Linked DNA regions of Mus musculus: all the other regions are linked to region 1. A link is a contact called in public HiChIP or PLAC-seq and promoter capture Hi-C data. All regions are on one chromosome and are shown on one strand. Each heading gives the region's core, a stretch centred on a gene start, on an enhancer-like site or on the middle of the called end of the contact. The rest is flanking DNA. Distances are from core to core; before and after follow the strand shown. Region 1 holds the start of Grin3a (glutamate receptor ionotropic, NMDA3A). Region 2 has its middle 88 kb from the start of 4930552N02Rik. Region 3 overlaps Smc2 (structural maintenance of chromosomes 2). Region 4 holds the start of Smc2 (structural maintenance of chromosomes 2). Region 5 has its middle 120 kb from the start of Smc2os. Region 6 has its middle 150 kb from the start of Smc2os. Region 7 has its middle 61 kb from the start of C630028M04Rik.

Region 1 (4,385 bases), core at 1,380-3,879:
CTTAGTATTCCCCGAATATTTTAGACATAGATTTTTTATCAAACTTGCCACTTGTCTGTTGCCATACTCACTTCAGACTATATCTCTGCATATAGACCAAAAAGTTCAAGAAGGGACATGAAAAATATCTTGTCAACCAAAGGACAGAGTGAAAATGATGCTGAGTTACAAATCTGCAGATCTCTAGACTCTCCCTAGCCCAATGTTCATTGAATTCTGGAACTTTCCTCAGTTTCTCAGTCTTTAAAATGGGACCATTTTTTCATTCATTGACCTCACGCATACCTTGTAAAAGGATGACACGAGTTGGTATGCTAAAAGCAGTCTACAAAACACAAAAAACTTGTGTTGCTGTAAAGACCCTGTCTCCTTCCTGAGTATCACATCTCCTCTTTGTTACTAGTCATGACTTAAGTCCACAAATAGTTTCTTTGCTGACAATATCTTTAGATTTTTTTCAACCCCTTAAAAAACTAAGTCATTATTTGTTTATTCTTAAATAAAGAGAGCAGAAATGGGCTCTTTACAGCGATCACATGTCCAGCCTCTGAGCCCACACAATGTAGAAGGAAGGTGGGGGCAAAGAACCCACAGATGAGTCTCCTCATCTTTTGTACTCTCGGTAATTCCAGTGGTTTCCATTTGTAAGACTGCCAGCCACGGTGGCTTCTGTACTAGTTGCAGACTTTTACATTTACTGAAGGGAAGCCAGAGGGACGTGCTTTTCCTTACACCACAGAGCCCTGGCACGCCTCTGGAAGAAGTAAAAAAGACCAGCTGCTGCTTTTTCTGTTACAGGTTTTCTGAATGCCCTTTGGGAGTTTAAGACAGTGGCAAGTCTGGGGCCCCACCCCTGTTCCTCACTCCAGTGTAGAACCCTTGATCACTGTCCACGGTTCTGAACCTTAAGTTTCAGGTGTCTGGAACCCACTAGATTTCTCATAGCTTGTCAAAACATGACTGCCTCCCGCCCCCACCACATATCATCTCCACTTTCTTCCTTCCATCTGTGACCCCTCCCCCACCCCCAACTTCGCATTTTATTTCTGCCTGCTTTTAAAATGTCTTACTCTATTTCAACTGAAGTCCTCTAACCTACCGCCTAGGGACATAGTCCAAGCCTCAAACATCAAAGTTAAAAAACAAACAAGCCAACAAACCCAGGCTTCCCCCACACTCTTCCTCCCCTTCTGGTCCCGACTCCCAGCAGCGCACAGCACTCCACGCACCAGACTCCTCTCACCTGACTCTCCCGCGGAAACTCGTGGCGCACTATGCTGAGCACTGGGATGTGCAGGACAGAACTGACCAAGTCCAGCTCCATCATTTCGCCCTGGCTCTGGGGGAAGGCCAGCAGCGCTGAAACCCCTTGTACCACTACGGTGTGGCACACGCTCTGCAGAAAGGAGAAAGGGTCACTGCTCCACGGTGAGCTTGGGGAAGAGAAAGGCATAAGTGGCAGGTCGCCCAGGCCCGCCTCGATGGCCATCACTACTTCCAAAGACAGGTTGTAGGGAAGGAGCCCTTCCACACGGTTCAGGTTTTCCACAGCGAACAGTAGGGCATCCCGCGGCCACAGGGTCTCGGTCCCGGCGCCCTCCCCGAGCTTGCGGGAGCCGGGTGGACCCCGGCCATGCAGGGCGCTCCCCAACCAACGTGCGCCTTGCGAGGGCGCCGGTGGCCGCCACGTCCCCGACTCTGGCTCATCCCTCTGGGCACCCGCCCTGCCGCCGTCCTGAGCGCGACTGGCTGCGCGTGGGGCCGTGGTCCAGGGTTGCAAGTGCACCGCGCCCACCCTCACCGCGTGTCCGATGCGCTTGAGGATCTGGCAGGGTTGCGGGTGCGAGGAGGAGCTGGGCACCCCGGCCAGCACCAGTGCACAGGGCGGAGGCAGCAACAGACAGACCCTGCTCAGCAGCCACCACAAACTCAGTCTCCTCATTACTGAGACCCGCTGGGAGAAAGCGCGCCCCCTCCTGCGCCCGGCTCTTCCCTCTGCAGCCGCCGCCGGAGGTCTCCGCCGCCTGAGGTCTCTGCCTCCAAATCCTGAGCGCAGCTTCCCTAGACGCGGCGAAGTGGTCACAGGAGCCGGACCGCTCCCTGGGCATTCCAAGTTGCAGCCTAGCGGACGCCGGGCAGTGTCGGATGCGGTTCCAGGGCTCCTCCGCCTAGCATCCTCCGCAAGCGCCGCAGGCCGGTTGGCCAGCGCGGGTCACCCGTGGCTTGAGCTCCGGGTCCCTGTCCACCCCATCTGCAGGGCGCCTGGGGCGCAGCGTCTGGCCCCGCGAGAAGCCGCCAGACTTGCAAGGGGGCGGCAGTGACAGAGGAGCTGTACTCTCACTTGGCTGGCTTCTTTTCTCTTGCTGTTCAGTTCAGGAGACACCCACTTATTTACTGGGGTGGCAGAGGAGAGGGCGTTCACGCACGGGGTGCGGAAAAGCAGCTGCCGAACCTGCTTCCTTTCCCCGCCGGCCACCTTACCGCGGGCTCCCCCAGCGCCTGGTTCATTTTCCCCTCTTCCCTTTCTACTTCCTCTCTTCCTTTTTCTGCCGGGCTTTTCGCCCAGGCGCCACTTCCGCGGCTTCCTTGGAGGAGCGACACAACTGGCCAGCGAAGGGTGGTTCTGTTCTGAGCGCCAAAGTTCTCCCCGCCTCAGCCGGCGCCTCCCAGTAGCAGAGCCCTGGCGCCAGCCTGTCGCTTGGCTGCGCTAAACGCCCACTGATGGTGAGATTCTCCTGCCGCACAGTCCCGCGCCCCTGCAAAGTCCTCGCCCCTCAAACGCAGAGTCTGTAGTTGGCACAATTCCCTTTGGCGGATGTACGCAAAGACAGCCTGGGGGATTTCTGAATTCGGAGTCGGTACTGAGAGATCTGAAGCCTAATGGGTCACAGGGACCGGTTAAAAGCCACTGTGACTTTAAGGAGTATCCCTTGGCGACACCACTCTAAAGGGTTTTTCTAGTCCAGAGTATTAAAGCAAGAATTATTTACACATCTGATTTCTTCTTGCTTTTCTTTGGCAGAGGAGCTTATGCGTTTTTAAAGGGGTCTTGTTTTTTTGATTCTCGGGATAAAAAACGTGGATTCAAAGCGATTCAAGAAGTTAAAGAGCTGGCCACCAGGCCTCACAACTGCATTTACATCCCCAGGTCCTTTAAGATGGAAAGAGACAATTGACTCAAGAAAGTTGTCCTCCAACGTGCACCCCTGCGTGGCAAGATTCACGTGCTCACATCCATCCCAGACATAAAATAAATAAAATGCAATAAAAGTACTTTCAGAGCTTAAAAAGCCTTCACCAGTTGTCCGTAGTATATAGACCAAGAGTGTCCAGGTTGTAGTTTCTTGTGAGTTATTTCATTTATACAGCAACCCAGGGGTCAATGAGCCTATTATCTAAACTTTCTCCCCATTTAATAAGTGACATCAGAAAAAACGCAAAAGGGTTAAGGAAATCTTATGGATGCCACACATATTGCAAATTGACTACTTTTTATGTTACAGGAATCATTCATGAGGAGGGTGGGGGAGATGACTACGTGACTAACAGCATTGGTGATCAGCAATACTGAGTCCAATATCACCTCTGGAGAACTGTGACCTCGGCAATTTATTTGACCTGTCCTTGCCCTGTTGTTTGGAGCTGCTAAATTACTATGTAAATACATCAAACCTTTAGCTCTAAAAAGTTGTTTTGATTCTTGAGTTTAAGTTTCCACCATGTTTTAAATTTTGGGATAATGAAACTATAGACAAATAAAATTCTTGAGAACCTGGCAAAGAGAAGACTCTTTGTCTCAGCACAAAGTAAGTTTTGTAAGATGGAGTTGCTTCAGGGTTAAAAAAACTTCCACCATTGGGAAGTAAACGCTTAATGGGGGCTAAATCAGAATAGAAAGCCCCTGTTCTCTCTTGAGGTCAGAGAGAGATCAAAGCTCTGTCAGCAATCTCCTTTATCCCAGAGTACCACATTGCTTGAGATACAAAGTATAGTGTAGAATGTGTGGTCCTTGCACGGCAGGGACTTGAGGCTCTCACCCGTGCCGTTAGGAGGAGCTGGAGTATGTGTATGGAAGACTAAGGAGTGCCTATAACTGTGACTCTGCATAGCAACCGTTAGCACCATGGCATTGCATGTGTGCTCAGATGAAGTTCCTCAGAGAGTAGGTGTTGATAGAGAGTAGCCTGGCCTGACTGGGAAAGGTTTTGTTGGATTCACTTTGGGCATTAGGCTACTTACAAGTTCATCATGGCCGTGAGAGTGTGGCTGACCTGGTTATTCTCAGATGAGCTGCATAGTTCTGAGCTTGGTACTGACGGAGCCCTGGTGGAAGCTTGTGAACTGGAAGAAGAGCTCTTCCTTTTCTGTTTTCGAGTCTCCCCAGG
Region 2 (4,385 bases), core at 755-3,254, 2.9 Mb after region 1:
TAGAAGCAGACTCATTCTCCTTTGCATGAGGCTGGACACACTGTGGTGTTGGACACCATAGTTAGTCAGATGCTCTCTTCCACAATCCAGTTCCTTGAACCTGTCATACCCTTCCCATCTCTGCTATATTTGAACTTTCTCACTCAAGCTCAGTCTCATTTTGGGCTGCAGAAGCATGAATAAACCTGCAGTTTCTTTCCTAAAAACCGACTTTTCTGACACTGTGTGTATGCTATGTCCCACCACCAGAACTGAACCACTCCCCTCACCTTCTGTGCTGCTGAGAAAACTTCAGCCCCTGAGCATACCTGACAACTCTTAGGTTTAATCACCCAGTGATGCCATGCTGCCTGTTTCGTGTCAACTTGGCACAAGATAGTTATTGAAGAGGAAGGAAGGTCAACTGATAAAGTGCTTCCATAAGACTGGGCTGTAGGCTAGCCTGTAGGACATCTTCTAAATTAGTGATATCGGAAGAGGGCCCAGCCTGTTGTGGGATGTGCTATCTCTGGGCTGGTGGTCCTGGGTTCCATAAGAAAGCATGAGCAAGCCACAGGAGCAAGTCAGTAAGCAGCACCCCTCCATGGCCTCCAGGTCTCTGCCCTGCTTGAGTTCTTGCCCTGACTTTCATTGATGTTGAACTGTGGTGTGGAAGTATAAGTGGAATAAATCCTTTTCTCCTCAGAGAGCTCCTGAGACAGACGGTCTTCTTCCATCCTCAACTGGCTAGAAATTACACAGAAAGCCAAAGCTCTGCATTCCTAAGCCATAAAGAAAAGACAGACAGACAACAAAAACAAACAAAGAAACAAACACCAATGCTATAGGCACTTCCTACCACCAACACATGTGCTGAACAGATTTGGCCCCCCTCGTCCATACCATGTAACCCACATACCACCACCATGCCACACGGTGTCTACCAAACAGGGAATGCAGGATATACTCTGGATAACTGTTCTCAAAACACACGGTGACTTCTCCTCCAAGGTGTAGATAGTAGACTCACTCAATACCACAATACTAATTACCCAAAAACCACACATAAAATGTCAGTATTTGAAAACACACTGGCTCAAGACAGCTTTAGCACAAAAAGCTATGTCTTTGATTCTCCTTCCATAGTATTTGAACTTTATGGATACATATTCAAGGTATCTGTATTTTTGGCTTTGTCTCTATTCTCTTTCAGTTTTCTGTCTCTGCTCCTCACCCCCCCACCCCAGTATGTATGCACGTGTGTGTGTGTCTCTGTGTGTGTGTGTGTGTGTGTGTGTGTGTGTATTGCATCTCAAATACTCTTTAAATGACAGAAAGATAGTGACAAGGGGTAGCTCAAATCATTATTGCAAAGAAAGATGCTAAAAGTGTTTGCATTCTGGAAATGTATATTTGCCAAGTTGGGTAGTTGGGTATGGAGGAACATATGCAAAGTATATTATATACTTTTTGAAAATAGCCTTGTGTAGTTTTTCAAAGAGAAAGATATAATTTTAAAGACCCAATGGTTTCCTTGGGATTTAACCTAACCTATTTCTTTCTCCAATTTTCGAGTCATCTAGATCTGATAGTCGACCACATAATAGAACACAGAGATGGCCATGCTCTGTTTGTGAGGCCTTCAGACATCGATGGTCCAGCACAGCCACACCCCATTTGTGAGGCCTTTAGATACAGCTGATCGGGGCTCACTTCCGCTCTTTGGTTGCACATGGCTCCCGCCTACTTCCCTCTGATGGTTACAAGAGTGAATTCAAATAAAACAGCCCAGGAGGATGTTGATACCTATTTTCTTCTCATATCAAGAGAAAATTACATGGTATTATTTTCCCAAGGTATAGAGCTGAACAGTTTCGTGCGACACACTTGCTGCTATATTTTCAATTGTCTTTTCTTTGAAAAATCCAAGATCAAATGCATTTTGCAAGTTCCCTTCATAGATCTGTTTCATGGGGAAGAATATAGCTCGCATTCAGCTGCCGTCAGGTGGATTCTTAGTGAACACACAGCCGTAGCCAGGCAGAGGGGCAGGGATACAGCCTTCAAGTCTGCCTTCAACATGTTTGCTGTGCTGATGGTCCAAAACTGTGGTCTGAAAGGTGGGTGGGGAAGAGAGTGTTAGAACGCTACATTAAAACAATGCAATTATCTTAAACTTTTCATACTCAGACCTTTATGAACTCACAGCTTAAAATGAATTTTCTATTGATTTTGCTATAATGATTCACAGCTCCTAGCTAATCAAATTGAGGGGTAACGGTTGCGATAGTCGTAGATGTACGCAGCAAGAACCAGGCATAGGAATGCGTTTTCATTAGCAATATCAATCTCAGAATTCCTAAAGCCAATACGTCTTTTCTTGGCAAATATCTGCAGAGATAACAATTATTCCAGGAGCAACCTCGAAGACCACTAGGGAAGGATGGCGCGATAGCATGATAGCGAGATGTAGAGCTATTGCCATCTAGCGGTCAGTTTCGGAACTGTCCAGTGCTATCCCACAGCCCAACAAATCTTGCAACAAAAGCATAATTTTGCTATTTTATCTCACTTCTCTGTGCATATATGGTTGGATTACAATATTTTGAAAGAACTCTTGGATAATTACATTATTACAATTTAAACATCTATCTAAATGGAACTTTTTTTTATTTACACCTCAAACGTTTATTGAGCACAGCCAGCTTTGGCTATGCAGGTAATAGGTCATCATATTCTAGCTTAATGCCATAAACAGTCGCTGTAGAGAACAGGTCTATTTCTGAATTGGTTTTTAACTCATTAATATGTCTATATGAACACTTACATATGTCTGTAAAGGTACTAAAGAGTAAAACCACTTCTCAATGTAGATGGTACACAAAGACTATAATTAACATAAGCTGTGAATAATTAAACATCTTAAACAGCATTTCTTGATTTTTCTATGATCACCTTATTTTCTGATAGAAGCTCTTCTTATGTCAAGCCCAGGTTGCCTCGGAACTCACTATGTAGCCTAGGCTCACCTTAAAAACTTGTCATCTCTATACTTCTGTCTTAGTTCTGGGACGACAAACATGTCCCATCATGCTCAAGTTTAAATTATGGTTCCTCATGAAAGCAAACATATTTACCATCTCCTTAAAATTATTATTAATATTTTCACAGTATTGTGATGTTGTGGACTATATACTTCATTATTTAAGCAAAACCTTGGTTAGACCTTGTAGTGAAAGGTTGTGATCCCAGCTACTTGACAGGCTGAGGCAGGACAACCAAAAATTCAAGGGCAGGCTGGGTTATATGAGCGGTGGGAGGTGAGCCTAGGTGACTTAGAAAGAATCTGTCTCAAACCAAGACTATACAAGGAGCTGAGGCTGTATCCGAGTTTAGGGGCACTTGCTTAGCATGTGGGGAGCCCTGGGTTTAGTGCCCAGTATCATCCACAACGTTTTAGGTAGAAGCTGCAGAATTCTGTTCATTTCCTCCATACACATGTCTGATGACTGCCACCCTTGCAAAAATACTTCTCAGAGTTCAACTGATCCAGCTGCAAGTTAAGTGCTTTCCAGTCCCACTGACGACGGGACCCCTCCCCTCCGTCTGTGCTGTCCAAGTTCCTCACCTCGGATGTCAAAATCAGATGTTGATACGTATTTAAAGCCTTTTCCACTTTTATTGATAAGCAACAATTATATACATGTTGGGGGTACAGTGATATTCTAATGTATGTACACACTGGTGGGCTGAAGGGGCATGAGACAAAGAGGTTATTCTATCTTCATGTTCTTCACAAAATGGAAGATTTTTAAAGCAGGTTGGAGGACTCTGTTTAAAACCTTTCTAAAGGAAACTTGTGTGAAGTTAAAAACACAAGAAGTGACAGTTGCTCTTTTGATGACAGTAATGCAAACACCCATCTTCCACCTTCTTCTCCCCTAGCATGGCTGTGACCAGCCACAAGTGTCCTTTCTAGCTCACTGCTGTCACCTTTACCTTGCAAGGAGGCGCCTGTCTTTATCTCTTCTGAGGATCAGCCAGGTGGCAGGTTATTGACAGCCACTTGTCATCACAGAAAAGGTCAGCATATTTGGAACCCTGTCCTCCTCTAGTTTAAGAAAAATGTCTCTTCGATTCTTTTGTCCAAGGGTAACAAGGGTAATTGTGTTGCAGAAACAGAACCAAGAACAATACCTAAAATAAATCCCCGTGGTCATGCCTGTCATTAGAAAATGCAGGGCTAAAATATAATGACTTTTTTTTTTTTTGAGAGGGAGATTATGGGTGTGGATTTGGCTTAGGGTTTTCTGTTTGATTATTTGTTTGTTTTGAGGCCAGGTTTCTCTGTATAGCCTTGGTTATCCTACAATCTGCTATGCAGACCAGACTGGCCTCAGACTCAG
Region 3 (4,385 bases), core at 1,282-3,781, 2.6 Mb after region 1:
ATGTTTTTCAGACCTGGTTTCAAGCTACTTATGATTTACTCCACAGAAAACAAAGAGGAAAAGCTTTTGGAAAAGCACAGGCAGCTGTCCCGTGACATCAACAACCTAAAAGGAAAACATGAAGCTCTCTTGGCCAAGTTTCCCAATCTTCAATTTGCATACAAGTAAGAGATTTAAACCTTACGTGTTAAAACAGTAAGAGCCATTGTACATTTTTATGTGAGCTGAAAGGCAATCTGAAAATTTTTCACAAAGATTTTTAAGTTGCGTTTTTTTTTTTTAAAGATTAATTGATTAATTGAATTATGGGAAATGGAGGGTTTTTGTGAAAATAACAGATACTAGTATCACTAATTTTAAATCAAATGGGATGATTTAGTCTCAGTTCAAAGTTATTCTGCCATTACTCTTGCATCTTCCGATTTGTTTTACTACATGGAATTCTTTGTGTGTGTGTGTGTGTGTGTGGTTTTTTTGAGACAGGGTTTCTCTGTGTCGCCCTGGCTGTCCTGGAACTCACTCTGTAGATCAGGCTGGCCTCGAACTCAGAAATCCGCCTGCCTCTGCCTCTTGAGTGCTGGGATTAAAGGCGTGCGCCACCACGCCCGGCACTACATGGGATTCTTAAGGCATTCATTTTTCATCTGCTTTCAGTGTCGCTATTGAACATTGAATCCTGAGTATCAGGCATGTGAGGGGCGTACCCTGCTACTGAGCTACTGCTACTGCTTTGTTAGGGCAGACATAACCAAACTTATGTGTTAGAGAGATTAGAACACCAAAGTTGTTTCCATTAAATGGAAAATTTTCAGAAAGAGACTGGAGAGATGGATCAGTGGTTAAGAGCACACATTGCTTGCTCTTTCAGAGGACCCAAGTTCAGTTTTTATCACCCACATCAGGTGGCTTACCTTTAAGTTCAACTCTTGGGGATCCAGCACCCTCTTGTGGCCTCCTCAAGAACTGCACTCATGTGCATTTACCGCCACACAGGGACACCTCACCTGCATGCACATAATTAAAGGTAAACAATAAGTCTGTGTTAATTTATTGAAATATTTTAATTGCAATTCAGAAAATAGCTGGCATTTTCTAACTATTATAATTCATTTGTTTGGAGCTCTTAACTAGGGTAGTATACTATTCATCTAACATTAATGTTTGGTAACCTCTCTAATTTTAGGGACCCAGAGAAGAACTGGAATCGAAATTCTGTGAAAGGACTTGTAGCTTCTCTGATAAATGTGAAAGATAATTCTACAGCCACAGCTCTGGAAGTGGTGGCTGGGGAACGACTCTACAATGTTGTAGTAGACACAGAGGTAAATGGATGTTAATTAAAGAAAATTTAAAATTAATATTCTGCCTAAAAAATCATATAATGGTAGAAAAATTCTGTGCTTTTGTAGTCCTCTGAGCCACTTAAGCTTTTTAGTTAATTTTTTGACAGATTTAATTTTCATTTATTTTTCTGTTCTGCTGTCAAATTTATATTTATTTAAATTTGTAAACTAATCTCACAATTTTTTTATTACAGTAACATTGGATTTATTTACATTTCTTCAGATTTCACTGTTCTTGTTCATGTAAATTAACCTCATCACAAACATTTTGTGATGTATCTTTTAGTTTTCTGTGTGTTCTTCGCATGTACACACACCATGCAGAAAGCAGAAGAAGGCATCCTACGTATACATGGTCTTTCCAGATACAGCTCCCTTTTCTGATTGCAGCCTTGCGCCCCTTACCTCCTTCTCTGCACTTTCTCCCTCCTCACAAACCTCACCTTCTAGTCTCTACATCAGCTTCTCCTGTTAAGATTCTGTGTGTAAATGGCATTGTGCAATGTTTTTTCTGACTTACATCACTTAGCAAATACCTTCCAAGTTCATTTATATGCCCACAAAAACATCCTCAGTAAGGCTGAGCTATAATCTAGTTTGTATATTTTTAGAATCTACAGTGAGAGACACACACCACAGATATATTTGGTGATCCCTAAACTTGTATGCGTTCTAGTTTAATGTTTTTAATCACCATTAGTGTTTTTTCTTACAATTTCATATTTGTTTTAGGTAACTGCTAAGAAGCTACTAGAAAAGGGGGAGTTGAAGCGTCGATACACAATAATTCCTCTCAATAAGATTTCAGCCAGATGTATTGCTCCTGAAACTCTGAGGGTCGCTCAGAATCTTGTAAGTCTTATTTTGTCTTAATTACACATTTATCTCTGTCTTTTAGCTTTAGCAAATAGTAATTTTAAGGGATATACTCATAGAATTTTGGACAACCGAAACATGGCCCCTGTTGTGGTGTATCTGCTAGTAAGAAAGTAGATGTGTACAAGGAAATACATTTTTATTTTTCCATACATTCTTATAATTTTTAAAAGATTTGCTTTTATTCTTATTACTTTTATTTAAGGTTGTGTATGAACATATGCGGTATGCGCATGTCCCTGGCTGCCCTGGAGCTGGGGTCACAAGCTGCCTGACGGGAGAACAGCTGCTGTTCTCAACAAGCTTCTCTCCAGCCCCCAGCGTGGGCGTTCAATGCTGATTCAGAACATGAAGCTGGGCTGGAGAGATAGATGGCTCAGCAGTTAAGACAGCTGGCTGTTTTTCCAAAGGATCCAACTTCCATTCCCAGTACCCACATGGCAGCTCACAACTGTCTGTAACTCTAACTTCAGGGGGTTTAACACCCTCATACAGTCATACATGCAGGAAAACACCAATTTACATAAAATCATTTTTAAAAAGAAGCCGTGTTTTCAATAAAATGATCTTGTTATTGAGCAGCTTTGTAAGGGTTTTGAGTTCAAAAGTTAGGTGAAACCCAGAAATAGCATTTGTAGTTGAGACACTAAGCAGGTACCCAGTGTCTTCAGTATCATTGAGAAAATTTCAGTCAAAATAATTTCAAAATGCCCTTGGAGTTAAAAGTGGCTTCTGTTTGTTTGTTTGTTTTAGTTTGTGTCAGGAATGTTCACAAACTTAGTTTGCCTGTGATTTAAGCCCTGGTTTAGTGAGTTGGAATCTCAAACACCAGCAAGAACATTTTCTCCTAGAGTCTATAGCCAGATCTGTTAATGCTGTGTCTGCTGGCTCAGAAGGTCTGAGCATGGTGCTGCCTTTGTTGTTTTGCTGCTGTCAGAACATGGAAAGTTGGCCATTGTGAGTAAAGTTCACAAAGATGCTGTGACTGCAGTGGAAGACTAGGGCTTTGCCTGTCCGTTTTATCCTTTCAGCTAGTCATCGAGCTTATTTCTGGTTTTTAAAGTAGCTGCTGTAGTTCATTTGAATAAAAAAAACATTCACTGAAACATACTATTAATAATTGAAACCAAAATTCTGTAACTATGCTGATATAAAGACTACTGCACTTTATAGTTGTATTTATATAGCCGATTTAGATGTGCGAACTTGGTATCGGCTTCTTGAAAGAAACTTACAGTGCATAGTAGTTTGTGCTTTTTAGTCCCTGCCCCAGCCCCCGCCCCCGCCCCCCTCAACCACTGCCATTATAAGGTTTTTCTACATAGCCTTGGCTGTCTGGGTCTCATTCTGTGGACCAGAATAGTCTTGAACTCAAACCTGCCTTTGCCTTCCAAGTGCTGGAATTAAAGGGGTGACCTACCACCACCCTAGTGCTTAGTATTTAAACTATTTTAGTTGGTAATAGGTCTTTCAGTGTTAAAACTATATTTTAAAGTAAAAAAATTATTACTAGGTATATATATAATTTAAATATATTGTTGCAGTTCTTACTAGTTTATATTTCAAAGAAAGTAGTGTGTCCTGTGATAGATCTTTTTTTTCCCTGTAGGTTGGTCCTGACAATGTTCATGTAGCTCTTTCCTTGGTTGACTATAAACCAGAACTTCAGAAAGGAATGGAATTTGTCTTTGGAACAACATTTGTTTGTAACAATATGGATAATGCCAAAAAAGTGGCCTTTGATAAAAGGATAATGACCAGAACTGTAACCCTTGGGGGTGATGTATTTGATCCTCATGGAACATTGAGTGGAGGTATGTTGTGTATCTACCTGTGTTAATAATTCTCTGATAAGTTGTTTATGCCTCTGAGTCAGTTTCTCTCTCTATTTCCCAGTTGCTTTTTAAAGTACAGAAGAGTGTCAAAGCGCTCAAGTGGCTTATGATTCACTATCATGGATCAACTCAGTAACTCATTCCTCTAAAGTGTATTCCTGTTTGTTCTTAGGCTAGTCCAGTCACTGGGGTAGTGTCTTAGTTAGGGTTTTACTCCTGTGAACAGACACCATGACCAAGGCAACTTTTTTTTTTTATTGTGTGGTTTCATTGCTCCCATTTTAACGTTAAAATACTGTATTTACTTTTTTAAAATTTAAGGCATTTTTTA
Region 4 (4,385 bases), core at 855-3,354, 2.6 Mb after region 1:
GAAAATCCATGTTAGATTTGTCTAAAAATCAAAATTCCTTATTCATAAAAAAGTGATCAAAGGAATATAGCAGAGCTGAAGGTGAAAATGTATAATTCAACAGAGCCAACATAAATAAGTCAAGTCATTGGAGTTCAAGAGTAGTAGGAATTACACCAGACAAAATATCTTTATTAAAGTGGTGTTAGCTAATTTCACAGACAAATAGGCTGATACCACAGGAAGGCAGGTAGCATACTATTATAGATACTGTACTGTTTCTTTTTTGTTTCTTTGTTTTTCGAGGCAGGGTTTCTCTGTATAGCCCTGGCTGTCCTGGAACTCACTCTGTAGACCAGGATGGCCTCGAACTCAAAAATCCGCCTGCCTCTGCCTCCCAAGTGCTGGGATTAAAGGCGCGCGCCACCACTGCCAGGCAGTCTGGCACTTTTTACTTGAGAACCTGCTGCCAATGCTTGCCTAGGAAGTTCTCAGGTTCAGGAAGGCGATCTTCACTTTCCTCCCTGTCTACCACTGTAAATTTCAGCATGCACAGGACCTGCAGTTCTAAGCCAGTATTGAGAGGGAAAATAGAAACAATCCTCCATCCTAACCCAGAAGCTATATCCAATTGATAACTGCTGCAGAGCAAATCATTTTTCCAGTGATGTCTGGGTGTACAAACCATATTTAAGGGTAGTCCCTCCCGATGCCTAGCAATAGATGGCCAACATAAAACGAACTTAATGGTATTTTTAGAGGGTTTTTGTCTCACACTGCTTTGTCTGAACATTTCCATTTAATATTAAAAATCTTTTGTTTATTATGTATTATGGTTTCTGCTTTTGTTTTTATGTTTTGTGTGTATATCTCTGTGTGAATGTGTCTCATTGTGTCTCTAATGCTCTTTCTTTGGCTTTTTTCCCCCTCCTGTTTATTTGGTCCTTCTGTTTTTAAAATCTTATTTTATCATCATCATTTTAGATGTCTGTTTATATTCTTATGAGAAAGAGAAAAGAAAATGTGTGGATTTGGGTGAGTGTGGAAATGGAGGAGGTTCTAGGAGAGGTTGGGGCGGAGAAAACTAATCGGAATATACGGTAGGAAAAAAAATAAATTTTCAATAAAAAAAACAAAGCTAAGCCCTTCTCTTAGTATTGATGCTTAAATATAAATAATCCCAACACCATTTTTTTTTTAAATTACATAGTTGATGGGGATCAGCTCTAACTAGCAATGTAAAATTAGCAGTTGTAGATAATAAGTTTAGGAGTACACACTCTGTAGTTAGGCAGCCTGGAACAAAAATCTCTCTTCACTTATAAGTCGTTTAACCCAGTGATTCAATAAACTCGTCTGTACAAAAGGAAACACTAGGGTTCCACGTTTGTTGAGGAAATTCTTGACAGCCTTTGAAACACAGCTACCCGATCTACAGAACTCTGTAAATACAAACTGTTATTAAGAAGCTTCAGCAACATTTCGTGAACCGGTACGTCAGCCACTGCTTATCATTAAACAGGTTTTCGGCATAAAAAAAAAAAAAAAAATCTTACAGCCGTTTGCCTAGCATCTTCCACCAAACTCCACATACTGCAGGCCTACAGTCCCCTCCGGAAACTGGAACTGGTTTTGGTTTGTGTTTTCAAAGCCAGTGCCTTTCTCTTCAATTAGTAGAAAATGAAGCCTCAGAGGACTTTTCTCACTAGTGTTGGTTTCCACCCTGTAATATCCTCGAAGGGTCCCGGGACCCCCGGCCCGCCCCCGCCCCGGCCCGCCCCGGCCGCGCCCCGCAGCAAAGAGCGTAGACCGGGAGGGGGCGGAGCCTGCGGACAGAAGCCAAGGCTCCGACCGATAGCCTGAAAGGGCCAGAAAGAGGGCGGGGCCGGCAACGCGCGAGGCCCAGACCTGGAAGAGGTGCTGCCCAGAGCATGCCTGACGCGATGTCAGCACGACCTATCTTCATTTTCGCTTTCCATGTTCAAAACGGTATAGTCTCCTACCTTCCAATATTAAAACTATTATTTATTGTCGCTATGTCGTTTCTGTGTTTTTCCTTAGGGCAAAAGAGGAAGCGCTTCAGTCAGGCAGATACTAGGCACCAACAGAGCGCAGACGCCTCGGAGTTGGGGTCCTTTGCTCGCGCCGAAATTCAAAGGAACAGTTCCGGCACGGTTGTTGGCTGCAGCGGATGCGGTGCCCGGGATGGTGGCGTTCGCCCGGTAGCGCCTGAGTACAGGTCGGGTGGCCTCACTGTCCACTTTCGCGTCGGGTTGGAACTTTGCTGGTTCCCCTGGCCAGCCGCTTTGTGGCGGGTGCGTAGTGCTGCTCTTGGCCCGGCCTGGTGTCCAGGCGGGAGATGAGGCACAGGGGTGGGCAAGATTCTCAAGGAGGGACTTGAAGCGAGAATTAGAGATGTTGACTGTTGTTCATCCGTAAGGTGAATCGAGAAAGGCTTGGGCAAGCGAGAGAACACGGAATTTTAAAACGAGGCAGTAGAATGGATTCACTTCGCCCTTAAGGTTCACTAACTACCCGGGTTCTGAGAGTCGAGTGTAAACAGAGTTAAGGTCGTATGTAGGCAAAAAAGCACAACGGGACCGAGAATGAGTTGGAAAGACGGTGCCGACTGATGTCATCTTTTACTGCTGTGGAGGAAAAAGGAAGGAGAGGATGGGTGTGCGTGCTATTAGGGAGATCCATGAAGGACTCCTGTAAGATGTATGCTAAGTGGTGTGCAGTAAAGAGTATTCAGTCCAGTGTCGTCTGTGGCAAGGATAATGAAATGGGAAATAATTAGTAGTCTCTGTTAACTACAGTATTGTAGTGCAACACGAACCTAGGAAAGTGGACAGTAATGATAAAGATGATTTTTAGGTTAAATGGTTTAACTTACCGGCATTGGCTAACGGTTGGATGTTTTAAAATCTGAGCCAGCTGTTTTTAGGAGAAAAAGTAGTTTGGCAGGTGTATTTTTTCTTTTCTTTTCTTTTCTTTTTTTTTTTTTTTTTTTTTACTTTACGTTATTGTGTATCCTGTCGTATTTACTATGATTTGAGGGTTTTTAACATTCTACATAAATGATCTTATTTCTGTTTTATACAGACGTGACTTGTAGCTTGTTGCCTAACAGGCTTACTAACCCAAGACAGTTTAGAAAATGTATGTTAAATCAATCATTCTCGAAGGATTCAAGTCCTATGCACAGAGGACTGAAGTCAATGGTTTTGACCCCCTCTTCAATGCGATCACTGGTTTAAATGGTAGTGGAAAATCCAACATATTGGACTCCATATGCTTTCTCCTAGGCATCTCCAACCTGTCCCAGGTAAAGTGTCAGCTTTTCTGACTTATGTGTTGGCAAGAGAATCTGTTAATCTGTGGAGACTTTGGGTTTTCTTTCTTTGCATGTTTGTACTTCATGTGTTTTGTTTGTACTTCATGTGAGTTATGTTGTGTTGCAGTGCAGCCGTTTAAGCAAATACTATTACTGTTTCATCCTGTAGACAGACGAAAAGATACATACAGAGGCCTTGCCTGAGGTTTGTCCTCCTAAGCTGTTGGGAGTAACACCCATACCAGCATACCAGCACTGTTATATTGGGTAGTCTCTGTTCTCAGTCCATACCTGCTCTTTTTTTTTTTTTTTTTTTTTTTTAGTTTCCCACATTTCTTTTTTTTTTTTTTTTTAATTTTTTATTAGGTATTTTCCTCACTTACATTTCCAATGCTATCCCAAAAGTCCCCCATACCCACCCCCCAACTCCCTTACCTACTCACTCCCCCTTTTTGGCCCTGGCGTTCCCCTTTACTGGGGCATATAAAGTTTGCAAGTCCAATGGGCCTCTCTTTCCAGTGATGGCCGACTAGGCTATCTTTTGATACATATGCAGCTAGAGTCAAGAGCTCCGGGGTACTGGTTAGTTCATATTGTTGTTCCACCTATAGGGTTGCAGACCCCTTTAGCTCCTTGGGTACTTTCTCTAGCTCCTCCATTGGGAGCCTTGTGATCCATCCAATAGTGAGCATCCACTTCTGTGTTTGCTAGGCCCCAGCATAGTCTGGGTCCTTTCAGCAAAATCTTGCTAGTGTGTGCAATGGTGTCAGCGTTTGGAAGCTGATTATGGGATGGATCCATGGATATGGCAGTCTCTAGATAGTCCATCCTTTCGTCACAGCTCCAAACTTTGCTTTGTCTCTGTAACTCCTTCCATGGGTGTTTTGTTCCCATTTCTAAGAAGGGGCAAAGTGTCCACACTTTGGTCCTCGTTCTTCTTGAGTTTCATGCGTTTAGCAAATTGTATCTTATATCTTGGGTATCCTGATAAGTGGATATTAGCCCAGAAACTTAGGATACCCAACATACCTGCTCTTTTTGAAGGGACTCTTGTTGGCCTCTCGTGGAA
Region 5 (4,385 bases), core at 691-3,190, 2.5 Mb after region 1:
TAATACAATAGTAATAGGTTTATCTCTGGGACCTATAAGCTTCCTGTGATGATTTGAATAAGGATAGTCCCCATAGTTTTACATGGCTAAATGCTTAGTCACCAGGGAGTAGAACCTAGAACTCTTTAATGGCATTTGAAGGATCAGCAGGTGTAGCTTTGTTGAAGTGTGTCACTTGGGATGTGCTTTGAGGTTTCAAAAGCTCATAATAAGACCCAGTCCCCGTCTCTCTTCACTCTTCTTCTTCTTCTTCTTCTTCTTCTTCTTCTTCTTCTTCTTCTTCTTCTCTCTCTCTCTCTCTCTCTCTCTCTCTCTCTCTCTCTCTCTCCCTACATGTCATGGTCCAGTACTATGCTTGCCACGCCTGTTGCCATGTTCTCTGCCATGATGAAAATCTACTAAGACTTTGAAACTGTAAACACACCCCGAATTAAATGCTTTCTCTTATAAGAATTGTTATGATTGTGGGGGTCTCTGCACAGCAAAATAGAACAGTAAAAGACACTCCTCAACCATGAAATTTTGGCAATATTTATAGTACCAAGTATGCATTCTATCCTGTGCAACAAGTCTTAAACCAAATTAGATAGTAGATCCCTAAATATAAATATGTGTGTGTATATATATATATATATACATATATATATATACGAGAGAGAAAATGTATATAAAATATTAATATATAGAGAGAATATATGTTCATATAAAATAATTTGATTGGAGTTAACCTACACAGGGGATAATGCTCACCCAGGAGCAAAGGAGGCCAAATTAATTTTTTTTCAAAAATTAACATTCAAAAGTAAAACGTAGTGCTGGGTCACTTGGCTCAAGTAATAAAGGCATTTACCCCAGTCCTGAATACCTGAGTTTGATTCCTAGAACCCACAAGGTGAAAGAAAAGAACTGACTCCTGCAAGTTCTGCTCTGACCTCCTCAAGCAACACATACATGCACGTACGTATGTACACACACACACACACACACACACACACACATACACAATAAATAAATGAAGAAAGAAAGAAAGAAAGAAAGAAAGAAAGAAAGAAAGAAAGAAAGAAAGAAAGAAAGATCCTCTCTTGGTAGATTTTATTACTTTGTAATACATATAGAGACTATGTATTTGCCTGTATGGTGCTATGTACAAATGTATGTAACATTTGTACTTTGCTTTGTAAAATCAAACTCATGATTTGGTTTTGGTCTGTTTTTGTTTTTATTTTTGTCTTAGCTAATATAATGCAATCATACAACAAATAGTACCAAGGCAGAATGAAGTTACACTTACTGCAAATAGGAAATATTACATCTCAGGAAACTTCAGGTTGCCCTACAGTGACACTTTGAAGACAGTAGCAGCTTGGTTTTTTTTTTTCATCTACTGTGGGACAGGCTGTGACTTTTCTTACATGCCAGAACACACCCAAATGAACATCATAAATAGTATCTGGTGAGGAGAAAGGCCTAACCACAAATCACAGATAGACTAAGTAAGCAGAAAATGTAGTCCAAAACAATATTTCTTAAGGTGAGCATTATTAATCACTTAATTGAAGAATTCACTTCTAAGAAACTTATAAATAGGACTTGGGCTATCACTGCCCTGAAAATTTTAAAATATTTTTTCAAACAGAAGAAAGGTAAACCATTATCACTATAATGAAAAGAAGAAGAAAAAAAACTAAATCACATTGTAAAACGTCAAAAACAGTGAGACAGAATTTTGGTCTAAAAGGCCATGATATTTCCTAACCTAGCAATTTGCCACTGAAAATAGTCGAAATGCATAGACATACATGATTTTCTAGTGAGTGTTGTGATTACTGTGTATGTTAAAAATACTTTTCTGCCGTGTTTGCAGATTTACACAGGAATTGCTGCAGCCCATTCAGAACACACCCAGGTTTCCTGATTCAGTGCCCCAAGAACTCAGCTTGCATTTGCAAAAATCTGCATATATGCAAAGTATGTATGTAAACTGGGAGTGAGTCTGCTCTAAAGTCATATATAATGCCATTGTGGAATTGTATTTCTGATCTAAATTTCTGCAGCAAGAGCCTTGTAAATGATTTCCAGTTACATTATCCTCAAAGTTTCCAAATACGTTGCTGTTTTTCATGCTCCAGCTATTGCAAACCTTGAAAGATTTTCTTCTCAAGCAGCCCTGTGCATTTGTTTATCCTACCCTTTTCCCAGAATGACTGCTGTGATTTTTCCACTATCAAGCTCTTATGTACCCTTTAAGACTCAATGTGGACATCACTGCATTCTGGAATCCTTCCTGGCCCTTTTAGAACTGCTTGCAGAAAACCAGTTTGCACATCCTTATCGCCTGTCTTCATGACACTGTAGCTGTTTATTTAAACATTTATCACCCTACCACAGGTGCTTTTCAGGAGCACAGAAGGGATTGATTTTCCCCCCTGCTCACCTACTGTCAGAGTTTAGCCCATGGTACTGATGCTGAAATGCTGACACTCATTCTCCCTTCAGGTGTTCTCCGCTAAAGGATAAATGAAAGGGAAAAATGACATTGAGAAATAATAGGTAGGTTTTATTAACAAATGCATAACTTTGATCATTCTGAACGTGGGGTTTTCTGATAAGTACTTCTCATGTGAGTGGGTAGGCCTTTAAAGGCTTGGGATCACTCCTTAATTCATTCCTCTGGATCTGAGAATGGCCACCACAATAGATGAGAAAGGGACTCCCTTTACCCATTTAGTCACTGACAGAACTTGGAGCACATTTGGGTGAATTGAGGTAAGATTCACTGGAAGCATTTTCCAAACACAGCTCCCATCTAGCACTTATAAATGTCATTTTTATTTCCTAAGATGAAGTGACAAGTTGAGAGCTGTACACAAGCTGTGCAAAAATGTGACTTGGGCTGAGCCTAGAGTGTTTCTATCTAACTGTCCCAAGGCCTAGGCCTGGAAGCTCATAGCCTCCATACAAACTAATCTTCTGCAAGCTCAGACGTTGACGGCTTTAGCTTCTGGTCTCCACTTGCTAACCTAGACCTCTGAGACTTCCTGCTAATACATTTACTCTTCCTAGTTCTTTCTGAACTCTAGCTAGCTGGTTCAGCTCAGCTGTTCTGGCTCAAATTCCTCTCCAAGTTGGCTGATTCAAATTGGCTTCTCTTGGTTTGTAACTGAATTGCTCTGCTTTGAAAGCCTCCAAACAAAACTGAACTGAAATGCACTGAATTGAATTCCATTCGATTCTCTCTCCCTCACTGCTCTTTACGTAGCCTCTCTTTCCTGTCTATTCTTGTGAGAGTTAAGGAATATCTTATCTCTGACTCATTCTGTCAAGTCTTTCTGATATGTCACTTTGTCTTCCTCCCCCCCCCACCCCCCCTCCCGCTGACCCCCGCAATTGGACGTCATTGTTTGGGATCAAAGGTGTGTACTAAGGACGTGTCTGTAAAAGGGATTAAAGGTGTATGGCATGTCTGCATTCAGCCAGATCATATCTTTGGAAGTCATCTTTTGCCAGAGCATCCATGTTGCTGAATTAAAATTCCTCTACAATTACTAACTAGACCTGACCTTACTAAGTTTCTACTATAAAACCAGACTGAGTGTATTCAGGGTAGTATGACTAGAGACACAAATCTAAGGAGTTAAAGAGTAGACTAATGTGTAATCCTATATTTATATATAGGATATATAAAAACAAGAACCTATATTCCTGTCAAATAGGTCTCAGGAAAGATCTTGAATGCAGCCAGCAAATCAATGTCTTGTGCCTTAAGAAGGTTCTAGAATGAGTTGGAATTCACAGCATGTAAACACTATCAATCTCTCTTCTGTAAACTCTTATACTTTATAATAACTTATAATATTCAAAGTTTCAGGTATATTACACAACGTAATATTCAATAGCACAAAATTGTAAAGCATGAGGGTTTTTATAAACAGTTAAGAAACTAGGAAAAATAGCAACAAACCCGTAAGACTTTTTTAATGCAAAATAATGCAGTTTTCTAATAAGCAACATGCCACAGAGTGTACTTAAATTGTTCCTACATGAGGAGCTTCCAACTAGTGCAGCAGGAGGCCTGAATGTGTTAGAAATACCTCTGAGGTTCTTGGTGTCTATGTCTGTAGCCATCCTCGAACACACCTGCATATCCTGTCTCCACGGCTCGAGATACTCAGCTGTTGCCTTATTTATAATAGCCAGAAGCTGGAAAGAACCCAGATGCCCCTCAACAGAGGAATGGATACAAAAAATGTGGTTCATTTACACAATGGAGTACTACTCAGCTATTAAAACGAATGAATTTATGAAATGCCTAGACAAATGGTTGGACCTGGAGGGCATCATCCTGAGTGAGGTAACACAATCACAAAAGAACTCAAATGATATGT
Region 6 (4,385 bases), core at 910-3,409, 2.4 Mb after region 1:
TAATATGTGTACATTTATTTTTGTATTTTAACCTTAATGGAACTTTTTTAAAGACTTATTTATTTATTTATTTATTTATTTATTTATTTATTTGGGTTTCTGAGACAGGGTTTCTCTGTGTAGCCCTGGCTGTCCTAGAACTCACTCTCTAGACCAGGCTGGCCTCGAACTCAGAAATCCGCCTACCTCTGCCTCCAAAGTGCTGGGATTAAAGGCATGAGCCACCACTGCTTGGCAAGACTTATTTATTATTATACATAAGTACACTGTAGCTGTCTTCAGACATGCCAGAGGAGAGAGTCATATCTCATTACAGGTAGTTGTGAGCCACCATGTGGTTGCTGGGATTTGAACTCAGGACCTTCAGAAGAACAGTCGGTGTTCTTACCCGCTGAGCCATCTCGCCAGCCCCTTAAAGAAACTTTTTGAAGAGACAATAAAATTATCAACCATAGAAGATCCAGCCACAGTGCAAACAGAAAAAAAAATAGTCTCTAATAGGTTCTCGTTTAGAGGAAGATAGATCTAAGTTTCTCTGTCACACAAGGCATTAAGTGGTTCTTCTATTAAGTGGAATAATAGAACTGCTTAAATAGTTATCAATGGTCTACTACATTTTTTTAAAATGGGGGTGGGGGGAGAATGAGATTAGTGTTAAGCAATTGATAAGAACTCCTTTTAAATCTGATTCAGCATCTAATCTGGTATACCACCACCACCACCACCATGCTGCCCCCCAACAATTTGCACTCAGAAACTTGAAATTTATAATTCTGAGTTTTTGAAACCTTGGGATCAATAAAACAAACTAGATACTTAGTATATTGGCTGTACAATATACTAAACTAGAGCATTTCCCCAGAAAGCAGACAAGCTCACTGCCCTTGAGATGACCACAGACTGTGGGGGGAAGGATTGTGACAGTGAAGTGTCAACCACAAAGCTCTTGGGGAGAGCACCTGTGTATCAGGAGAGAATATAGCGTCTGACAACCTTGTACCTTAAGTCCTGCTGTAAAGATCTAATAAATTATATGTCATGTGGTCCCTGGCTAAGGAGATATGGAGGAACTTATAGAAAATAAGAGAAATTGCAAGAATTAGAGCCTATCTTAAGGTAAATGATATTACCCTCACAATCTTGACTCTTGAATTTTGACTGGAGGTTATTCACTATACTAAACAAGAAATTCATCCTAATCATATGTAAAACACTACTTAAAGACTGGACAAAAGAGACCTAATGGAAGGGGCAATTACTTTTAGAAAGACAGTGTATATGAATTTTATACACACACACACACAATTCAAGTAATGTTGCGAGTGTTCTAATAGCAAAATTGAGGTTGTACTTAGGCATCTCTCTTTGAAGGAAAGAGAGATTGAAAAAAAAATGACTTGAGCTTGGTAAACCAGGAAGTCAGAAAGAAGTAACCAAGAAAAGGGACTGAGGAACAAGGCACGGGTTTAGTGCAGGCTAACCAAAGAAAGGAATAGAAGTTTGATGTCTGAGAAAACTGCTGAATGAAATGTGGAGATAAGTGGTTATAACTACTGATTCTGTAGAACTGGCCAAGGACCAATGTGGGGCAGACTGTGCTTTGAGTTTGGCTTACGGGAATTGGGGGTTGACCAGAAGGTTCAGAAATTTTTACAATACAGAGGCATAAGAGTTGTATGAATGGAAAAAAAAACAGTCACTTTGAAACTTGAAAACTCCTCTCAGGAAGAAGCAGATGGAGCTGGGAAGTCAGCTAGACTTCTCAGCGGGCCACAACCCCCACTGGGGAATCTTGTGGTGATGCAGAAGGGAAGACTAGGCATCTGGTAATTTTGAGAGGGATGAACATTTTTACAGAGAATTTGAATAAAAACAAAGTGTGTGCTCTTAAAAGGTTTTAACCACATACCTGTGCAAACAAAGCCAGCAGCCAATCTCATGATTTTATCAGGGAAGCTCAGAGAGGAGGAACATTATATTTGTGGCAGCTTAGAAGAAGCCTTGGCACTTTGGTCTAGTGCCCAAGGCTCAATGCACAAAACCAGAAAGCAGAAACAATAGCTCTGCTCACTCACAATTAGCCACAGCACTAAGCATCAGCCATGGTGTGTATTTAGATGTTTGTTTAAAGTGCTGGCTTTATTATTGGAGAGATGCAAATTCTTCTACATTTCAGTATCTGCTGTGTAGAAGAAAAGAAATGAACAATTACCGCTTAAAACTCCCACTCTGAGCTACATTTAAAAGCTCATCATGCAAATCTAGAGGAAAGACGTCAGTTTTAGAGCTAAAAGAAGAGTTGGCTGTCTTGACGAGGGGCAAAACAATAAAAAGAACAATCAAACGAGCAAATGAAAAATTGTTTGATACTGCCTTCCAGATCAGCTTCAAACCCATCGTTCTGAAGGAAAAGCTCATATTTAGAATTGCATTCAGGAAAGCGCTGTGCTACACAGAAGGCCAAATCTATTCAAATAAAAGGGAGCAATGGGAAGAAGTTGCCTTAGAGAGTTCACTAACTTACACATTGAATACATTCTGAACAGAGAGTTGATTTGTTAAAAGACTTAGGTAAACTCAATTACTTTTTTGGAATTGTTTAAAAACATATATCATAATGACTGGTTATATGGTTGTCCTTGGAAAATTAAGTACATTAAAGAAGATTTGCCCAAAACAACAGAATATAGTCAAAATGCATATGTATAAACACATATATGTGTAGATATAGAATATATGTGTGTCCATTCATATACACAGAAACAGTATACTATATATGTGTATGTTTACAGTAGACACATATATACACCTATATAGAGATACTATATTCTGAATGCACACACACATGTGTGTAGAGTATGGGGGTGAGGCTAAGAGCTTGCTAAAAAGAAATAACTTACAATTATGGAACCTAGTCATTCCCAATAGCTGCAGGATGAACCATCAAGTCCAAAAGCTTCAGAATGAGAATTGGGATTGCAGTTCAAAGGCTCACACGTGCAAACCCAGAAAGAATTAATGTTTCAGCTTAAGTTTAAAGGCAGAAAAAGCTAATGTTGATGCTCAAAGGAAATCAGGAAGGAAAATGTCTCTGTACTCCAGGGTGGAAGGCTCTTTGTTGAGTTCATGCTTTCATCTGATCCAATGAGACCCGTCTGCACAATGGTGATGGTCCAGTTATGCTCTACTCAATATGATGATCTCAATGTTAATCTCCCCTACAACCAGCCCCACATAAGCACCAGAATACTGACTAGAAGGTTAGATACAAACAAGAAGTGTTGGTGCACTGTTGCACAATAAAGTGAATAGAGACCATAGTATGCTGTATACTTTAAACTGTGAGTGGTTTTACCATAAAGAACATTGTGAGGAGGTGAAGACATGGGTCAGTTGTTAGAAGTACTTAGTATTTTTACAGAGGTCTTGGGTTCAGTTCCCAACATGGTGGCTCACACTGAAGGTTTCATGGGCATCTGTCACTCTCCTCTGGCCTCCAGTGACACGGGACATATATGTGGTGCACATACATCCAGAGAGACAAACACTCATCCAGACAAAATTATTTTTTAAAAAAATTAATTTTTTTGCATAAAGAAATGTGAGATGAATATATATGTTCTTGTTTAAATATTATACAATGTATTATATACACCAAGTGATCAAATGAATCAAGGCATTCATGGTTTCCATTAATAATACAATTGTTATGTTTTATTTTTTTTTTAATTTTTTATTAGGTATTTAGCTCATTTACATTTCCAATGCTATACCAAAAGTCCCCCATACCCACCCACCCCCACTGCCCTACCAACCCACTCCCCCTTTTTGGCCCTGGCGTTCCCCTGTACTGGGGCATACAAATTTTGCGTGTCCAATGGGCCTCTCTTTCCAGTGATGGCCGACTAGGCCATCTTTTGATACATATGCAGCTAGAGTCAAGAGCTCCGGGGTACTGGTTAGTTCAAAATGTTGTTCCACCTATAGGGTTGCAGATCCCTTTAGCTCCTTGGCTACTTTCTCTAGCTCCTCCATTGGGAGCCCTGTGATCCATCCATTAGCTGACTGTGAGCATCCACTTCTGTGTTTGCTAGGCCCCAGCATAGTCTCACAAGAGACAGCTACATCTGGGTCCTTTCGATAAAATCTTGCTAGTGTATGCAATGGTGTCAGCGTTTGGATGCTGATTATGGGGTGGATCCCTGGATATGGCAGTCTCTACATGGTCCATCCTTTCATCTCAGCTCCAAACGTTGTCTCTGTAACTCCTTCCAAGGGTGTTTTGTTCCCACTTCTAAGGAGGGGCATAGTGTCCACACTTCAGTCTTCATTTTTCTTCAGTTTCATGTGTTTAGGAAATTGTATCTTAAATCTTGGGTATCCTA
Region 7 (4,385 bases), core at 582-3,081, 2.3 Mb after region 1:
TCCAACCTTGCAGTTCTTTCCTCCAGCTGCCCTTCTCTTCCAGACCCACCCCTCCTCTCTTTTCCTCCTGAAAAGGGCAGGTCTTCCAGGGATGTCAACCAAACATGGCATATCAAGTCGTAGTGAGACTAGGCACATCCCTCATGAGGAGATTGTTTACTGGTGTTGTCTTAAGCATTCTTTAACGAACGATCTTATGTCTTAGTATTCTATATTTCCATTGCTATTAATAATTACCACGACACAGCAACTATTATAAGAGAAAGCATTTACTTGGGGGCTGGTTTACAATTTCAGAAGCTTAGTTCATTATCAACATGACAGAAACCACAAGAGCAGAATACAGGCAAACTCCGGAGCAATATATAAGAACTACAACCATCTTAATGCAGAGAGAGAGAGAGAGAGAGAGATTCTAATCTTAACCTTTCCAAATTGCACCACTCCTTGGTGACTAAGTATTCAGACATATTAGCCTATGGGTGGCCATTCTTATTTAAAACACCACATTCCAATTTCTGGCCACTCTAGGCTTGTACCCATGTTCAAATTTAGTCCAATTTCAAAAATTCCCATAGTCTTGAACAGTCTCTAGACTGCTTAAAAAGTTCAAACTCCAAAGTCTCTTTTAAGATTCACAGCAATCTCTTAACTGTAATTCCCTGTAAAAATCAAAATCAAAAAGTAGAGCACATATATCAATATACAATGACATAGAATATACATTACCATTTCAAAACGGAGGAAATGGAAAATAGTGAGGAAATACTGGACCAAGCAAGACCTAAAAGCAGCAGGGCAAACTCCAAGTTCTCTTCAGATCTCTAACATTTTTCAGCTTCGTTGACTGTAACATCTCTCTCTCCCTTTCCCTATCTATCTATCTATCTATCTATCTATCTATCTATCAATCAATCTATCTATCTATCTAGTGCCGATTCCAAAATCAGTCTGTACCTTTCCTTGGCAAGTACACCATGACTCTGGTGTCTCCAACCCCTTGGCCTTTCCAGTGAAATCCAGGCTTCACAGCTTTATACACTGGCCTCTCTTCTCCTGCATGCATGGATAGCCCTGATACATGCCTAGCTCTCTGTGAGAGTTTTCACAATCTCTTTCTTCTATTCTTGACTCTAAAGCCAAAACTTTGTGACCAAAGCTGCCAAGTGCTGCTTGATGAAGTTGGAACTTTGACTCCTCATTCAAATATATCTGCATCAGCCTTCTGGTTTTGATGGTTTCATTCACTTCGTAACATTTTCTTTAATTCATTCTCACTAGTTGAAAGCATTTCTGGATAAGGTCTTGCCCTGAGATCACCACTGCCTTATTCTCTTTAACCTTAGGTTTTTCTTTACACTTTGTATCTCCTAAACAAATGGGCATAGCTCCATTCCACTTCCTAGTGCTTCTTTTCTGCTCAAAATCTACATTTTGTATTATTCCTTGCTCAAATTGAACTTTTCATTATGGATCTGCATCTGCCTAAGAGTGACCACTACTAACCACATGACAGAGTCAGTATTAGTTTGTTTTGAAATCTTCTCTGCCAATGTCATTAACCTAAAACTCTTCAATTTATCATCAAGTGGATTTTTTTTGACAGAAAAAGCCACATTCTTTGCCAAAATATTACAAGAATGGTTTCTAGGCCACTTACTAACATTCTCTTCCTCTGAAACCTTTTGAGCTGAGCCATCATAGTTCAAATGGCCCTCAGCAATGTCTTCCATGTTATTACTGGGATTTCCAATTAAACACCAGTTGTGTCCAACTGCTTTTCTAGTCCAAAGTCCCCATATCTTCCATATTCCTCCAACAAACAGTATCATCAAAGCCTCTTACAGAAATAACCGACTCCCATAACACCATCTGTGTTAAGTACTGTTCTATTGCTGTGGCTATGGAAATTATTATTTTTAAAAAAGCATTGAATTAAAAGCTTGCTCAGAATTTCAGAGTCTCAGTCCCTTATCATCATGTCAGGAAGCATATAGCCAGACACTGGAGCTATATTTGAGAACTAGATTCTGATCTACAGGCAGAGAGAGAAAACCTCTGGGCATAACATAGGCTTTTGAAATCTGAAAGCTCACCTCCAGTGACACACTTGCTCCTAGAAGGCCACCCTTCCTAATCGTTTAATTTTTTCAAATAGTGTCACACCCTGGTAACCAAGCATTCAAATATATAAGCCTATTGGAGCCATACTTATTCAAACCACCACACCTTGTTTTTGCTTTCATTGTTATCTTCAGGTAACACCTCGTTTTAAATACCTCATCAAAATAATGCCATATCAGTTTGAATAAAATAAATAAAGATTAGAAGGGTTTCAGAAAAGATTTGACTTAATAGGAGAAACAAATTTGTTAGATATTGATATGAGGCTCTGATAGGAACTACTGTGATTTAGTTCTACTCAGATTAATAAAATAAGGATTTATCTTTAAAAATGGATTATTTTTCATTTGATTCATAAAGCAAACTATATATTCTATGCTCAGATGGGTTTAAATTGTATTAAAATACATTGTGAAAATTTGTTGATAGAACAAGACTTTGAGAATCTTTGTCTTTAAGCTCTAATCCTACTTTCCACTATGGAATTGTTTATTTGGAAATTCAGTGGAGCAATGCATCACAAAGAAATGTATTAGGGCAGGGAGTAGGGGACTCACATGTGAGCCTGAGGGTATTAGAACTCCTGGGGCTCTCTGGGTATTGGTGGTATGGGGGTGGGGCTGGAGCACAAGATCTGCCTAGTGCACATCCTGAGTGAGGTATCCCAAACACAAAAGGACATACATGGCATGTACTCACTGAGAAGTGGATATTAGCCTAAAAGTTCAGAATACCCATGATACAACTCACAGACCATATGACACTTAACAAGAAGGAAGACCAACGTGTGGATGCTTCAATCCCACTTAGAAGGGGGAACAAAATAATCATGGGAGGTAGAGTGAGGGAAGGACCACTGATAACATTAGCTGAAATACCCAACAACAGGGAGTGAGAACCTGTAGAAACCACCTCCATTAGGTAGGCAAGGCCTCCAGTTGAGGAATGGGGCCACCACCCATCTCAAAATTTTTAAACAAGAATTGTTTCTGTCTAAAGGAGACACAGGGACAAAAAAAAATGAGCAGAGACTGAAGAAAAGACAATCCAGAGTCCATAACATCTGCAAACATCAAACCCAGACACTACTACTGATGCCAAGAAGTGCTTGCTGGAAGGAGCCTGGTATAGATGTCCCCTGAGAGGCTCTGCCAGCACCTGGCTAATACAGATGCAGATAATCACAGCCAACCATTGGACTGAGCCTAGGGACTCCAGGAGGGAGGAGAAGGACTGAAGGAGGTGAAGGGGATTGCACCCCCATAAAGAGAACAACAATATCAACTAACTGGAACGCCCAGAGCACCCAGAAACTAAACCATCAACCAAGGAGTACACATGGGTGGGTTCATGGCTCCAGTTACATATGTAGTAGAAGACTGCCTTTTCTGGCATGAAATGTGAGGGGAGACCTTGGTCCTGTGGATGTTTGATGCCCCAGGATAGGGGGATGCTAGAGGGATGAGGAAGGGGTGGGTGGGTGGATGAAGGAGCACCCTCTTAGAGGCAAAGGGGAGGGAGGATGGGACGGGGGTATGCAGAGGTGAGGCCAGGAAGGAGGACAACATTTGAAATGTAAATAAATAAAATAGCCATTAGAAAGAAAGAGAGAGAGAGAGAGAGAGAGAGAGAGGAAAATAAGGTTTAATATGTCAAAATTTCTGTAAGACTAAGTATTAAATAGGAAAGAATGTGTATACAGTTTGCTAACTAATTACCTGTGTATTTCTGATTAAAGCCCATGAAGCCAGCGCTCTCTCTCTTTCTCTGTCTCTCTCTCTCTGTCTCTCTCTATCTCTCTCTGTCTCTGTCTCTCTGTCTCTCTCTCTCACATACACACACACACACAGAGGCACACACATACAAACATTTAGACACACAGTCACACTCACAAAAATAAGGGTATCTAGAAGCATTTTTGGATTTAAAATTTTTTCACTAAGACAATATTTAAGGATAAAGGATAAATTGGTGGTAACAGTAGTTACGAACTCTGTCTTAGGAAAACTTTTATTAGCTAATGTTATCAAGCACATGAAATTATCTAGAGAGAACACAAACTTTGAGGTAGGAAATACTGCCAAGATTGCTCAGTCACAGGTTATGCTATCATAGCTGAGGTCATCTCCCCTTTAGCTATTGTCATGAGACAGAAGATGTAGACGTTATCCATAGACTATATACATGCAAAATAAAAAGAAAACAAAGTCCTATTTTGGTAACATCATTCAAAAAGTAAATTTATTTAATGGAATTTGTTA

The links. Promoter capture Hi-C pulls out the DNA fragments that hold promoters and counts their contacts. HiChIP or PLAC-seq counts read pairs in DNA pulled down with a chosen protein or histone mark.
Region 2: an H3K27ac HiChIP or PLAC-seq map of SST interneurons shows a contact between it and region 1, with 17 times the contacts expected there. The contact joins the enhancer-like site here to the promoter of Grin3a in region 1. A contact is called at or near these places in 1 of 39 promoter capture datasets (hippocampal neurons), 4 of 484 Hi-C or Micro-C datasets (cerebral cortex, cortical neurons and palatal mesenchyme) and 4 of 115 datasets of contacts at active chromatin or transcription factors (SST interneurons, astrocytes, embryonic forebrain and 1 more).
Region 3: a promoter capture Hi-C map of hippocampal neurons shows a contact between it and region 1, with 14 times the contacts expected there. The contact joins the enhancer-like site here to the promoter of Grin3a in region 1. A contact is called at or near these places in 3 of 39 promoter capture datasets (frontonasal cranial neural crest, hippocampal neurons and second pharyngeal arch cranial neural crest) and 2 of 115 datasets of contacts at active chromatin or transcription factors (astrocytes and forebrain).
Region 4: a promoter capture Hi-C map of hippocampal neurons shows a contact between it and region 1, with 12 times the contacts expected there. The contact joins the promoter of Smc2 here to the promoter of Grin3a in region 1. A contact is called at or near these places in 2 of 39 promoter capture datasets (cranial neural crest and hippocampal neurons), 2 of 115 datasets of contacts at active chromatin or transcription factors (astrocytes and forebrain) and 1 of 9 other capture datasets (adipose tissue).
Region 5: an H3K27ac HiChIP or PLAC-seq map of SST interneurons shows a contact between it and region 1, with 11 times the contacts expected there. The contact joins the enhancer-like site here to the promoter of Grin3a in region 1. A contact is called at or near these places in 9 of 39 promoter capture datasets (the 3T3-L1 cell line, embryonic stem cells, frontonasal cranial neural crest and 6 more) and 3 of 115 datasets of contacts at active chromatin or transcription factors (SST interneurons, astrocytes and stem cell-derived neural progenitor cells).
Region 6: a promoter capture Hi-C map of hippocampal neurons shows a contact between it and region 1, with 9 times the contacts expected there. The contact joins the enhancer-like site here to the promoter of Grin3a in region 1. A contact is called at or near these places in 3 of 39 promoter capture datasets (embryonic stem cells, hippocampal neurons and liver) and 2 of 115 datasets of contacts at active chromatin or transcription factors (SST interneurons and astrocytes).
Region 7: a contact with region 1 is called in a promoter capture Hi-C map of hippocampal neurons, with 8 times the contacts expected there. The contact joins the enhancer-like site here to the promoter of Grin3a in region 1. A contact is called at or near these places in 3 of 39 promoter capture datasets (hippocampal neurons and liver) and 2 of 115 datasets of contacts at active chromatin or transcription factors (astrocytes and stem cell-derived neural progenitor cells).

The regions. Positions count from the first base shown.
Region 1 is chr4:49,843,140-49,847,524 of GRCm38.p6, forward strand. It overlaps Grin3a (glutamate receptor ionotropic, NMDA3A), which reads right to left and starts at 2,630. Exons shown (of 9, transcript NM_001033351.2): 1 at 1,244-2,630. The coding sequence starts at 1,942.
Region 2 is chr4:52,724,372-52,728,756 of GRCm38.p6, forward strand. No RefSeq gene overlaps it. Among named protein-coding and RNA genes, the nearest start is that of 4930552N02Rik, 88 kb to the right of the region's middle. Within about 2 kb of position 2,005, at least 3 of the 459 cell types and tissues checked have an H3K27ac peak or open chromatin away from gene starts, as enhancers often do. A contact at or near this core is called in SST interneurons, where this site is marked.
Region 3 is chr4:52,458,975-52,463,359 of GRCm38.p6, forward strand. Smc2 (structural maintenance of chromosomes 2) reads left to right here. Exons shown (of 25, transcript NM_001301412.1): 12 at 47-164; 13 at 1,184-1,322; 14 at 2,076-2,195; 15 at 3,829-4,033. Among named protein-coding and RNA genes, the nearest start is that of Smc2, 22 kb to the left of the region's middle. Within about 2 kb of position 2,532, at least 16 of the 459 cell types and tissues checked have an H3K27ac peak or open chromatin away from gene starts, as enhancers often do. A contact at or near this core is called in hippocampal neurons, where this site is marked.
Region 4 is chr4:52,437,117-52,441,501 of GRCm38.p6, forward strand. Smc2 (structural maintenance of chromosomes 2) reads left to right here and starts at 2,105. Exons shown (of 25, transcript NM_001301412.1): 1 at 2,105-2,294; 2 at 3,085-3,307. The coding sequence starts at 3,140. Smc2os (structural maintenance of chromosomes 2, opposite strand) reads right to left here and starts at 1,848. Exons shown (of 2, transcript NR_045175.1): 1 at 1,536-1,848.
Region 5 is chr4:52,317,786-52,322,170 of GRCm38.p6, forward strand. It overlaps the pseudogene Gm12467. Among named protein-coding and RNA genes, the nearest start is that of Smc2os, 120 kb to the right of the region's middle. Within about 2 kb of position 1,941, at least 1 of the 459 cell types and tissues checked has an H3K27ac peak or open chromatin away from gene starts, as enhancers often do. A contact at or near this core is called in SST interneurons, where this site is marked.
Region 6 is chr4:52,283,337-52,287,721 of GRCm38.p6, forward strand. It overlaps the pseudogene Gm12467. Among named protein-coding and RNA genes, the nearest start is that of Smc2os, 150 kb to the right of the region's middle. Within about 2 kb of position 2,160, at least 9 of the 459 cell types and tissues checked have an H3K27ac peak or open chromatin away from gene starts, as enhancers often do. A contact at or near this core is called in SST interneurons and hippocampal neurons, where this site is marked.
Region 7 is chr4:52,110,185-52,114,569 of GRCm38.p6, forward strand. No RefSeq gene overlaps it. Among named protein-coding and RNA genes, the nearest start is that of C630028M04Rik, 61 kb to the left of the region's middle. Within about 2 kb of position 1,832, at least 1 of the 459 cell types and tissues checked has an H3K27ac peak or open chromatin away from gene starts, as enhancers often do. A contact at or near this core is called in hippocampal neurons, where this site is marked.